2 separate regions of the Capsicum annuum genome follow, and region 2 is linked to region 1. A link is a contact called in public Hi-C data. All regions are on one chromosome and are shown on one strand. Each heading gives the region's core, a stretch centred on a gene start, on an enhancer-like site or on the middle of the called end of the contact. The rest is flanking DNA. Distances are from core to core; before and after follow the strand shown. Region 1 holds the start of LOC124897557 (a long non-coding RNA gene). Region 2 overlaps LOC107867686 (PH, RCC1 and FYVE domains-containing protein 1-like).

Evidence for each region. Hi-C and Micro-C count contacts between places; a contact is called where the count stands out from the background.
Region 2: a Hi-C map of bud shows a contact between it and region 1, with 4 times the contacts expected there. The contact joins two enhancer-like sites. A contact is called at or near these places in 3 of 5 Hi-C or Micro-C datasets (bud, leaf and placenta).

What each region holds. Positions count from the first base shown.
Region 1 is chr4:178,431,908-178,438,407 of UCD10Xv1.1, reverse strand. LOC124897557 (a long non-coding RNA gene) reads left to right here and starts at 739. Exons shown (of 2, transcript XR_007054297.1): 1 at 739-1,296; 2 at 5,125-5,313. Within about 2 kb of position 4,772, at least 4 of the 5 cell types and tissues checked have an H3K27ac peak or open chromatin away from gene starts, as enhancers often do. A contact at or near this core is called in bud and leaf, where this site is marked.
Region 2 is chr4:178,552,193-178,559,145 of UCD10Xv1.1, reverse strand. It overlaps LOC107867686 (PH, RCC1 and FYVE domains-containing protein 1-like), which reads left to right. Exons shown (of 9, transcript XM_016714037.2): 6 at 823-2,931; 7 at 3,025-3,171; 8 at 3,397-3,932; 9 at 4,200-4,618. The coding sequence ends at 4,359. Among protein-coding and RNA genes, the nearest start is that of LOC107867686, 8.6 kb to the left of the region's middle. Within about 2 kb of position 4,520, at least 4 of the 5 cell types and tissues checked have an H3K27ac peak or open chromatin away from gene starts, as enhancers often do. A contact at or near this core is called in bud and leaf, where this site is marked.

The sequences.
Region 1 (6,500 bases), core at 3,523-6,022:
AAAGGCTTCACCTTGAAAAATTGTGTGTGTCTTGCACCATATGCATGTTGAATTACCACAAGAACCAAAATGATGGATATTATATAGGTTGCGGTTTTTATGCTCATTTTTTCCATCTCCCTAAGCTTGTTGTAAGGTTAGAATGGTATTGTAGTTGAAATAAAAGGAAAGAGGTGTGGAGAGGGCCAAAGATTTGAAATGGAAAAAGAAGTGATGTTTTGCTGTGGGATTGATTAGTATATTAGTTAGTGGAAATATCTTGTTTGATTTGTGCGTTTGTGTGTGTTATTGTTTAATATTGTGGCAACAGGAAAATGGCGTGGTGGGTGGGATAGAGTGGGGGTGACTTGTTTGTTAAGTGTATGACTATATTTCAACCAAAAAAAAAAAAAAAGTGTTCGACTATTTATGTGGGAGAAAATAAAATGAAGAATGTTGTCTTTACTTCCCTTCATAAATTTGTCCTAAGAAATCTCATTTAATTTATGAAAGAAATATTACTTCCTTCGTCTTTTCCCCCCCTTTGACGATTGATGTTGACAGACTCATTAGGAATATAATTTAATAGATTATGTTTTGCAACAAAATTTCGTTTATGAAAAATTAAATGACCACAAATAAAATATGAAAAGAAAACAAAATTTTATTTTATAAATAATATGCTTGGGACAATTTTTATTTATTCTCTAGATTTTTTAAAAAAATTTCTTCATAATTTGAGGATTGTTAGTAGCGTATTTCTCGAGCATAGGATGATCTCTTTGTGAATATTTCATGATTTTGTGGGATATTGGAGATGCCTCTTTAAGAGAATATTTAATCCTTTATATAAGTGTAATTTAGGGTTAAGGTGGAGTAACCTGTAAGTTAGGCAGACCGCTCTCTCTCTCCCGGATTTAATGCCCAACAACTTAAAAGCTAACATCATCGCTGCGTGAGTTCACACGACACCGCCATGGAGCCATCTATGGCGGGAAAACAGTGCATAGTGCATATCACTCAGTCGAATGATCCCCCACCAACTTCAATTAACGATAATAGCGGCAGCACCCAGAAACTTTCATATCTTCAAGCTCTCAATGAAGCCTGTACTGAAAATTCTCCATTAAAAATCAAGTGGTAGCCAAACACACAACCCACAATGGTAAACCAGCTATGATCTTCAAAGCTACTGACTATTATGGTGTAATGGCGGCGGAATGTAAATTAACTTTGGTCAGCAAATTCACGACGGGGAGGCCCAGAATTGAGCTTATCCGACCAAAATTCTTGGAACAAACTCCCTTAACGGGCAAGGTCAGGATTGGACTTTATGACTACAGGCATGTCTTTATTGATTTTACTGATGAAATGGATTTTAACTCTGTTTACTTTACACGATTTATGGGCATTGGTGGGTCTTTGATGAGATTGTTTAAATAGTTTCCCGACTTCGACCCCAGTGAGGAATATTCCCTTGCACCGGTGTGGGTCTTATAGCATGAGTTAAACTTCCATCTTTTCAAATGGGAATATCTAAAGAAAATTTTATCAATTGTGGGCACTTCGCTCAAAGAAGATGCAACCACTATAGGGAAATCCAGACCACATTTGGCTAAAGTAAGAGTGAAAATCGATCTAATGAAATCTTTAATAGACTTTGATTGGGTTGGTCTTGAAGGAAAGGTTATGACCAGAAATTAGAGTATGAAGGGGTGCTTGCCATTTGTAAATCCTGCAAAATGCGAGGACAAGACCTTCCTAGATGTAAAGTAGAAGCAAAAAAAAAAAGAGTCCCGAGATTTAGAAAATGACAAACAAAAATGCGGCACATGAAGATTATCACAATGGAAATTCAGTTGACAAACACAACAACAAGGGAGAAACGAAATCGAAACAAACGAGAAAGACGTGGAAGAAGGTTTCAAAGAAGTAAGGAATAGAAAAAAAAGAACTGCTTATAAACAACCATAATCCATAGATACTAGAAAGTTCAAAGAGCAGAAAGGAAAAGAAAACAACATAGATAAGACAGATATCGCAGTGGATCATCAAAGCAAAAAGTTCACAGATACTCCAAGGAAACAACCAATTGATTTGCAAAAAGAACACATCGGAACCTCTACCTACCAAGACTATAATGAAGCGTATGAGAAAACTAGTAAGGTACAAGATGACATGGAAATTTCTAATAATCTATAGTTCAGGGAGCATCAGAACAATAAAGCCTCAAAGAAGACAAGGAACACTTTGAAGCAATTGCCTACTAGTACCTTCCTAAAGCAGTTAGTTATGACAAAACAAAGACTAAAACATACTCCAGAGGGAAAAACAAATTGGGAACAAGGAAGGAACTTTACAATGAAAAGAAAGTTACGAAAAAGGATAATATAGAATCCTTTAAAGAAGTGAAAACCAAGAAGCAGGACAACAAATATAAATTTGAGAAAAAAATAATAAACTGGCAATGATAACAACATCAACAACCACCAGGAAGACCAACTAAGAAAAATTGAGCAGGTAAAACATATAGGTGAACAAGAGGTGTTATCGATCTCGGCCCATGACGGTAAATTCTAATGACATTCCTGACCTCTCGAGTGAACTGGTAGTCGACTTGGGAACTATAAATGTACAAAAAAGACAGGTATGCAACAACAACAATCCAAATAATAAAATAGGAGAAGCAACAAACACAAGAAAAAAGGGATCAGAAAATGAAGAAAAGAACTATCTTTCTCATGAAGAGGTTGCAGACAGTCTCATAGAAACCTTTGCTCCCATAAGGGAAAAAGAGTTGGATCCTATCAACAAAGAAACTAATGAGATTATCAGCAACCAAGTTCTCTCACCTAGGAAAAACATTCATAAACAAAAATCGTACTTGGTATGGATCATACCTCACACAACGTGAACGGTAAAATCTAGATGTTTTGGAAGGATGCCTACGAGTGTGAAGTAATTTCCAACAAGAAGTAGTAGAAATAACAATACAGGGAGCAATAACTTTTTTTGGATTACTGCCATTTATGCCAAATCTACAATAGCTAGGAGGAAGAAGCTATAAAAAAATCTTGCAGTCATGAGTAATAGTATCCATGGTCCATAGGTAGTTTTTGGAGATTTTAACTCTATTCTGTCTCTTGTGGAAAAGAAAGAGGGGAAGCAACACAAGTTGAGCAAGAGTCTTAACTTTATTAATCGTATTGAGAGGTGTGATCTTCATGATGCAGGGTATACAGGTAATGGATTTATATAGTGCAATGGGAGGAGGAAAAAGAAAAGAATTTGTAAAAGTCTAGATAGAGTTCTTACGAATGAATAATGGTTGTACCAATTTCAAACTACCAGAGTGGATCATAAGCCCAAAACTCGTTCTGACCATAATGTTTTACTTATGATGAATTACAACAACAATCAAGTGATTACTAATTACTTCAAATTTCTCAACTTTTGGGCACAACAATCGGGTTACAAGGAGCTGGTGGATGAGACTTGGAAGCAGAAAGTGGTTCATAAGAAGTAGACCAGGTTTGTTAAAGGTAGACTCATCACAAAGAATGTCTCTCTGGCACAAGAACTGGTATGTCTCTCTGGCACAAGAACTGGTTCACAATATCAAGCACCATGATGGTTCAGGAAACCTTATTATCAAGCTTGATATGTCAAAAGCTTATGACCTGTTGTCCTGGACTTTTCTCATCAATACTATGAAAAAAAATTAGATTCTCAGATAAAGTAACTGGCCTTATTTATAGGATTATCTCCAATAAATGGTACTCCATTATTATAAATGATACCAGATATGGTTTCTTTGATTCATCAAGAGGTGTTAAGCAAGGAGATCTACTATCCCCTGATCTTTTTATTATTGCCACATAGGTGCTTTTAAAAAATCTTACTGAGCTCCATAACTCTCCAGGCTACAAAGGTTATGCTGTGAGCCAGAAGGGCCCTCAAATTAATCATTTGTGCTATGCGGATGATCTAATTTTATTTACCTCCAGGGATAAGCAATCAGTCAAAATGATTATGAGGGGACTAAATAGCTATCAACTTTCTTCTGGATAACAAATCAACAAGGAAAAAACTACATTCTATACCTATGGATGTTTTTATAGGAGATCTAAAAGAAGGCTGAGAAGGTGGACTAGTTTCAGAGACGCTGACTTTGCTTTCACTTATTTGGGATGCCCTTTGTACGTTGGAAAGAAATTGGTTGGTTATTTTGCAGATATGGCAACCAAAGTTCTAAATAAAGTTGCAGGATGGCAAGGCAACATGTTATCAGCAGGAGGGAGGCCCATTATTACTAAGCACATTTTTCAATCCCAAATCCTCTATAATATAGCCACTTTAGTCCCTCTAAAGACCAGTACTGATCAAATAGAAATGCATCTAACCAATTTCTTCTGGGGAACCAAAGAAGGAAAGAATAATTATCACTAGAGTTCATGGGATAACATGTGTTATCCATATAATGAAGAAGGTCTTAGTTTTAAGAAAATTCAGGACATAAGCAGGATTTTTTATGCCAAAAGATGGTGGAGATTCAGAAGTGATTCGTCTATCCTAACAAATTTTCTTAATGCTAAATATTCTCCTAGATCTAATTCCATCTCAAAAATTAAAAATTCTAAAGATTCGGCCAACTGGAGAGATTTGTTGGATATTAGAGAGATGATTGAACATAATACTTTCTGGAAGCTTAGAGAGGGTAAAGTACTCTTCTGGTGGGATCAATGGTTGAGCAATGATCCTTTTCACTAATTGCTTGTTCAAACTCACAAACCTAGCAATATTTTGGTCAAACAGTTTTACCAGCACAACACTTGGAATAAGGAAGCTCTTGAAATGACCGTCCCTAGACAGATAGTTGATGAGAATTGTCACCAAGATTGAAGAAGGTCATAGGGACATGCCTATTTGGAAGCTTGAATCCAACGAAAATTTCTCATGTGCATCAGCATATCAAGCCCTTAGACAAAAGAGACCTTTTTTTCCTCAACGAGATCTAGTTTGGAATAAAACAATTCCTTTTAAAATTTCTTTGCTAATGTGGAGGCTTCTTGAGAAGAAGCTCCCACTTGAAAATTCTTTAAGAAAATTTGGTACTACTTCTAATATGGATTGGGTTTGTTGCAGGGCTCCTATCAAGGAATCCTATAACCACTTATTTACAGATGGAGAAATGGCAAGAAGATCCTGACAATGGGTTTCAAGACCACTTGATATTGACTTCAATAGTCACAATATTATTCAAATTCTAGACAACTGATGGAAAGCTAATACCAACAATGTTGTTCACAATTTGATAATAATCGTTATGCCAAATATCGTGTGTTGGGTATTGTGGAAATCAAGGTGCTAAAAAAAATTCAACAATAAAACCATTTCTAGGGCATGGGTTTACAATAAGATTTTATTTCAAACCAAGATCGCCATTGCCAAAACATTTGGTAAAATAAATAATCAATGGGGATGGAAAAGAGTATGCAATATCGCCATGGATTACAGGCCAAGGTTGACCAGTTGTATAGTCAAATGGAATAAACATGATGAGGATCTAATTTTAAACAATGATGGAAACTACATGATTAGCACAGGGAGAGCTGGAGACGGAGGAATTATTAGGAGAGAAAATGGGAATATAGTAATGGTATTCGCTAATCCTATTCATTTCTTAACTAACAATTTTAGTGTGGTAAGTGCAGCCCTCTTCGGGGTCTCTTGGTGTTATGATCAAGGATATGATAATTTTAGAATGGAACTAGACTCTATGATTATAGTCCATATGATAAAAGGAACATGCAACATTCTTTAGAATCCGATCTCCATAATAGAAGAAATTCAATAAAGAGTCCAAGAAAGAGGTATACATGTTTCACATTGCTATAGGGAAGGAGACTCAGTAGCTGATGCACTAGCAAAATATGCTACTTTCCTTAATCAAGAAGTTGTTTTTAACAATGAAGATCAACTACCAAAGAAAGTAAAAGGGGCTTGTGTAATGGATAAACTAAACATGCCATATTTCAGAATAAAGGTCACCAAACACTTAAGTTGGCACTTTGACCCACCTTGAATAGGTTACATGCTTGGATCAAAATGTTGAAAACTCTGCTGCACGTAGAATAAAATTATTAAGCTTTCTTTAGCAAGATCTTTTTTCAGACCCTAAGAGTCACCACTTTTGTAAAAGGCTAGGTAGTTTAGATCCTAGAAATAGTGTCTTTATTTCCTATCAGACTCTAGAAATATTTTGTGGTTGCTACAAATGAAGGCAAGGCACTCCACCCTCCTTGATACAATACAAACTTGAAAATACAAGAAACAGTCTCAAAATAGTCTATAAATGAAGGAAAAATCGAGGGCACACTTGAGACCAAGTCTCGGCTTTAACAACAAACAACAAGAACAATAATATGACAAGAATAACAAGGTGTTTGGACACCAAATCAGCCAATCAAACTAAGTTACAATAATAAGATGAAGAAACAAGAACAATATGATAACAACAA
Region 2 (6,953 bases), core at 3,271-5,770, 120 kb before region 1:
CTACTTATTTAATGTGTATGCTAAAGGATTGAGTATTGAGAAATCACAATTCTTAATTGACTTGGAATCATTTGCCTGTGCATGGTCTTGATTGGAGATTTAATTTGAATTGCAAATAATATTTCCATTCTGGTACTATTGTCACTATCTTAGGATGGCATCTTCCAGTTTTGAATAACACTAGTTGCAGAATGTTAATCACTTCCTTTTTCTTTGTTGTTTGGAAAATCTGTCATTTATAACGCGGTGGTCCTTTTAGAATCTGCCAAATAGCTGATCATGTGTATAAAAATTACAAGATAATAGCAGCTCTCTACTGATTGCCTGGTAGTGATGAATGCCATTCTCTAGTCCCCATTTTGGTTTATCTTGCAGACTGACTGGTGACTGGTTATATTTATCTATTTCTGTGGTTTGATGTTTATGCTAGCTTGTGATGATGTCTTCGGCATGGTATGTGTCGGAATAAAATTATAATAATATCTATGAAGTGACACTTGACAGATGGATTGTATTTTCAGGGGAAAGGTGAAAGATAATATTTGTTTGGATAGTCTGAATTTGATATTTGTAATTCTGACGAGGAATGTGTTTCATTTGGATTTGCATTAATTCATGGCTTGAATTGATTTGATCTCATCAGAGATTGGTCCTCACATTCTCTGCCCCCTCCCTTCACTACAGAAAAAAAAAGAGAAAAGATTTCAGTCTCTTTTAATCTTAAAATTGTTTTTTGTTTTAGTACTTCGTTTTGGGATGCAGTAGACATGCAAGTAATATCAAATTTCTAATGTCACTCCTCTAACTGAACAATTTTTGCAGGATAGTCGAGATTTGACATCAAATAGTCCAAGTTCTAGTTCTGTTAGTGCTACAAAAGAAATTAGCTCTCCAGACGCTTCCTTAAGTTCCAACCCTAATACTTCGCCTAAGAGCTATCAGCCTTGTAACTTTGTGCAGTCTGAAAGGTCACATGTAGCTTTGGATCAAGCAAATATGCAGAACATTCAAGCCAAAGGATCAGCTTCAGACGTGTTCCGAGTTAGTGTCTCCAGTGCCCCCAGTACTTCTAGTCATGGTTCTGCACCAGATGATTGTGATGCTTTGGGTGATGTTTATATTTGGGGTGAGGTAATATGTGATAATATTGTCAAGGTTGGACCTGAAAAAAATTCCAGTACGATGAGCACAAGGGCAGACGTGCTTGTTCCAAGACCACTGGAATCTAGTGTAGTTTTGGATGTTCATCATATAGCTTGTGGGGTCAAGCATGCTGCCCTTGTCACCAGGCAAGGTGAAATATTTACATGGGGTGAAGAATCTGGTGGCCGGCTTGGCCATGGTGTTGGGAAAGATGTCACTCAACCTCGGTTTGTTGAATCACTGTCCTTCTGCAGCATCGACTTTGTTGCATGTGGTGAGTTTCACACCTGTGCTGTTACAATGGCTGGTGAATTATATACTTGGGGGGATGGCACACACAATGCTGGGCTTCTAGGTAATGGCACTGACGTCAGCCACTGGATACCAAAGAGAATATCAGGCCCTCTGGAAGGACTTCAAGTTGCATCAGTAACATGTGGTCCATGGCATACTGCTTTAATAACATCAAATGGGCAGCTCTTCACATTTGGGGATGGAACATTTGGTGTTTTAGGCCATGGTGATAGGGAAAATGTATTGTTCCCCAGGGAGGTGAAGTCTCTGTCAGGTCTGAGGACGATTGCTGCTGCATGTGGGGTATGGCATACTGCTGCTGTAGTTGAAGTTATTGTGACACAATCTAGTGCTAGTGTTTCATCTGGAAAATTATTTACTTGGGGAGATGGAGATAAAAATCGTCTTGGACATGGTGATAAAGAACCTCGATTGGAACCTACTTGTGTACCTGCACTTATTGATTACAATTTTCACAAAATTTCTTGTGGGCATAGTTTAACTGTCTGCTTGACCACATCTGGTCATGTTTTTACAATGGGAAGTACTGTCTATGGACAACTTGGAAATCCTTATTCTGATGGCAAGTTGCCTTGCCTGGTAGAAGACAAACTTTCGGGGGAAATCGTTGAAGATATTGCTTCTGGTTCATACCATGTGGCTGTTTTGACATCCAAAAATGAGGTTTATACATGGGGTAAGGGAGCCAATGGGAGATTAGGTCATGGGGATGTAGAGGACCGGAAAGCCCCCACTTTAGTTGAAGCTTTGAAGGACAGACATGTGAAATATATTGCTTGTGGTTCTAATTACACTGCTGCGATATGTCTTCACAAATGGGTTTCTGGTGCTGAACAGTCCCAATGTTCAGCCTGTAGACAGGCTTTTGGCTTCACAAGGAAAAGACACAATTGCTACAACTGCGGCCTTGTGCATTGCCATTCATGTACTTCAAGAAAAGCAATAAGGGCAGCATTGGCCCCAAATCCAAACAAACCGTATCGTGTCTGTGATTCTTGTTTCACAAAACTGAGTAAGGTTGCTGAGATTGGAATCAATAACAGGAGAAGTGCCGGACCTCGGCTTTCTGGTGAGAACAAGGACAGGCTGGACAAGGCTGATATACGATCAGCGAAATCAGGAATGCCACCCAATCTTGATTTGATCAAGCAGCTAGATAGTAAAGCAGTCAAACAAGGAAAAAAAGCTGAGACATTTTCCTTGGGTCGTTCCTCGCAAGCTCCTTTGTTACAGCTGAAAGATGTAGTTTTGTCGACCACTGGTGATCTGCGCTGGGCAGTACCAAAACCCGTTGTGATCCAATCGGGTGTTAGTTCCAGATCTGTATCACCTTTCTCTAGGAAGCCAAGCCCACCACGCTCAGCAACACCAGTGCCTACCACAGCAGGACTTTCATTCTCCAAAAGCATTGCTGACAGTTTGAAGAAAACCAATGAGCTTTTAAATCAGGAAGTTCATAAATTGCGGGCTCAGGTATTAAAGTTTTCCCATTTGTGCTTTACATTTTGCTCAAGTTATATACTATTTCCTAGTTCCTTGTAACTGATGTGATTTATGTTGACTTAGGTCGAGAACCTGAGACATCGTTGTGAGCTTCAGGAGTTGGAGCTGCAGAAATCAACAAAAAAAGCCCAGGAAGCAATGGCTTTGGCAGCCGAGGAATCTGCCAAAAGCAAAGCTGCAAAAGAAGCTATGAAGTCTCTGATGGCACAGGTATGCTCATACACACGAACACATTCACAACAGACATACTCTCCCTCTCTCTCTATATATGTGTGGGTATATATTATTGTTTGCAAAGCTTTGTCAAATTGAAATACAATGTTGGTCAAATTTATTTAGGTGGTCTATTGCTTACTGACTAGAAATATCTTTTTGGACCTTGTTGTTTTGCTGAATATGAAGGTGTGTTGCCCTATAATTTGCTCTTTTTTACAGCTCAAAGACATGGCTGAAAGGTTGCCACCTGGGGCTTATGACATGGAGAGCCTGAAACTAGCTTACCTACCGAATGGGTTGGATGCAAATGGCATTCACTATCCTGATGCTAATGGGGAACGCCATTCGAGATCTGATTCTGTCACTAGCTCTTACATGGCCTCTCAAACCAGCATGGACTTTAATACATATGGAATGCAAAGCCCCAGCAGATACCAAAGGGATTCCAGTAGCATTGAAGCTAGTGCAAACAATCAAATTCTGACCTCCAATTGTACAGATGATCGAGCTGAAGTTAGACTGCCTAATGGTAGCGGGGCACAGGTGAGCATGAATAGTGCGTCTCAAGCCATCGATAATGAAGACGCTGAATCTTTACAAGACAATGGAAACGGATTGAAATCAAGAAATTCTCTGCCTTCTGGTAACCCTAATCAAATTGAGGCTGAATGGATTGAACAATACGAGCCTGGAGTGTATATTACCCTAATGGCTCTTCGAGATGGCACTAGAGATCTCAAACGAGTTCGCTTCAGGTAATTGTCTTGATCACTTGGCTCGAGTGATTTTTCTCAACTTACTAATGATCTACCACAGTATCATGGTCCATACACAACAAAATCTTCTATATCAGGAACAACACCAGTGGAGAATAATCAATCCACCTTTATAATATTCAAATTTTTTATCTTGGTAAATTGGCTAGTGTTACCTATTTTTGATTAATCTGTTTTGTGCTTTAGATAACATTGCTTCCAATGATTCTGACATAATAGTTGGTTCTGTTGTAATTCAATCCGCAGTCGCAGAAGATTCGGGGAGCACCAAGCTGAGACTTGGTGGTCGGAGAACCGTGAAAAAGTTTACGAGAGATATAATGTTCGTGGTTCTGACAAGTCGTCAGTTACAGGCCATGCTGCTCGGAGGTCTGAAGGGGCCCTCTCTCCATCTTCCCAGATTTAGAATTTCATTAATAGGACTGTTTTAGCTGTTTTTCTCTACGTTTTTAATACTTGTGCGGTATGCTAGTCAAATTATTGGGGGTGGGGGGGAGAGAGCCAGACCCTTCACTTCCGTTCTCACCCTATTCCACAAATTCCTCAGCCACTTTTTATGTTACTTTTTGGTTCAGTCTTATTTCTTAGGGGGTTCACCATTTAACTTATTTGTTGCTGTATTGTAGTGTATATAATAGTATCAATCAATTATATTTGTTGCCCAACAGGACCCGCATTCTTGTCCCTTTATTTTTGTTTCTGTTTCTCACTTAAGCCTAAACTGATTCTAGTAGCATAGCCAAATGATGTGGTGTAACGGATAGGTTGTTCGTCGCTATGTAGTCGGGCTAAAGATGAAGAAATGAAGAAATCCTAATAATATACAAAGCTAAAGAGCCAGCTGATGAAAATGAATTTTGGCATGATGATTTCCTTCATCTTTTCGAATGAGTTGTGGAAACATAAGAGAGGAAATTTCTCGTTGAGAAGTATCATTGGTTTCTTGACAAATCATCCCCGTTTATAGTTTTTGGCTAGCGACATTCTTTCTTAGCAAATTGTCTCGTATTTAACGTTTGATGATTAGCAAGTTAATTTTTTTTTTAAGCTTCAACATGAGTTTGGAGCTACGAACGTGGTCGAAATTTTGATGTGCTGCAGCCAGTGGATTTAGGCATTTAAAGTTTACTCATTTATGTTCTTAAAAGGAAAAAAATACATAAATTAGCATGAGTATTAAATTATAAAAAATAGCAATACTTTAATCAAATTACATTTTGTAGCATATGTATTTGTATTTTTGTAGCAGCAGTTTGCAAAAATACAAAATACATATAGATCATAAGAGCAGTAAAAATCATATGTATTTGTATTTTTGTAGCAACAGTTTGTAAAAATACAAAATACAACTTGCTATATTATGTAATTATGAAACTGTTGCTATGAAACTCATAATTAAGGGGATAAGTATGCTATTTCTGAATTTTTAAAGGAAGTGAGATAAATTTATCACTTTCGGCCTTAATTCCTTATTTTCTTGGCTTCGTGGTCTAAATTATAATTAATTGAAAATTAGATAAACAAAGAGAAAAGATCAGCCCTTCAGTAAAAGAACAGAAAAAGAGCAGTCAAAATATTCTTTAGGAGATATGGCTTTAGGAAATTTTTTACCAAAAATTACATATATACACAAGGTAATTTTACTTTATTAAATAAAATCTTATATTGGGAATTTTTTTTTACAAAAATCTCAAAGTAATTACTTAAATTGTGTTCTTTTGCTCTTTTGCCCTTATACATCCCAAATACGTGGTCTTTTGCTCTATATTGTGTTCGATATTTTCTCCATTATTGAACTCCATATTTCACGCCTAAATTTAGAAATACCGTATTTTGCTTCATTATTGTTTTTCGTTTTTTGCTCCTTATCTCAACTCCTTTATTTACGCCTTGAATCAAGCTTACGTGATCAAGAGAGTTTCAAATTTTTTCAGTTATCAACCATTAACTAAACAAAGTTCACCCTCTTCATTTAATTTTAAGTTTTTTTTCAACTTTACCAAATCAAATTTGAATTCGAATTATTCTTTGTTGCATGTCGGTACTTATCAAAGTATCCGCTTTTGTTAGTCAATACCATTGTGAAAGTTGATTTTTTTTTTTGTATTTTTTCATAATTTGCAAAGTCAGATCTTTGCTTTATTTGCTTTTTTTTTTTTTGAAATTGGTTATACCGTAAAGTATAAATTTTGTAATGGAATTTGATCCTAGCTTTAGTTTAGGACTTAGGCAGTTAGATCCTCAAGAACAAACTATTTCCGTTGATGATTTCGTTCTTGGTTCTTTTGATTATGAAGAACCCAATTTCGCAGAGAACCGTTCGAAGCACCGAAACGACTCAGTAACAATGAAGAAATTGAGGGAAGTTTTCGGTTCAAGTTCAAACGAGAAAGCTCCAAAATCGTCAAGTAAGAAAAAGGTTGATGATTCTGGACAACCATGTCTGCCGAAGGTATAGTTATCATTAAAATATGTATTAGCAACACTATTCTATATATAAGATTTCATTATACAGTTGTTAAAATTATATAGTGAATTATATAAGGTGTTTGTATACATGTTAAACAGTATTAGATTATATTTATTACTTGTATAAGGTTTACACATACATGTGAAACTGTTGTATGAGATTGTCTTTTATTTGTTTTGGCAGTATGCTTTTATGTATAAGATTTCATTATACACGTATTAACATTATATTATTAATTGTATAAGGTTTACACATACATGTGAAACTGTTGTATCAGGTTGCATTTTTTTGTTTTGACTTTCTGCTTCTATGAATTAGATTTCATAATACATTGGTTCAAATATCTGATTTGTATAAGGTTCATGTATGAAGGTTCACACATACATGTGAAACTGTCATATCAGGTTGCACTTTTTTTTTTTTACTTTATACTTCTATGTATAAGAATTCATTATACATTTGTTCAGATTATGTTCTGATTTGTATAAGGTGTACACATACATGTGTAACTATATAAGATTATATTAAGA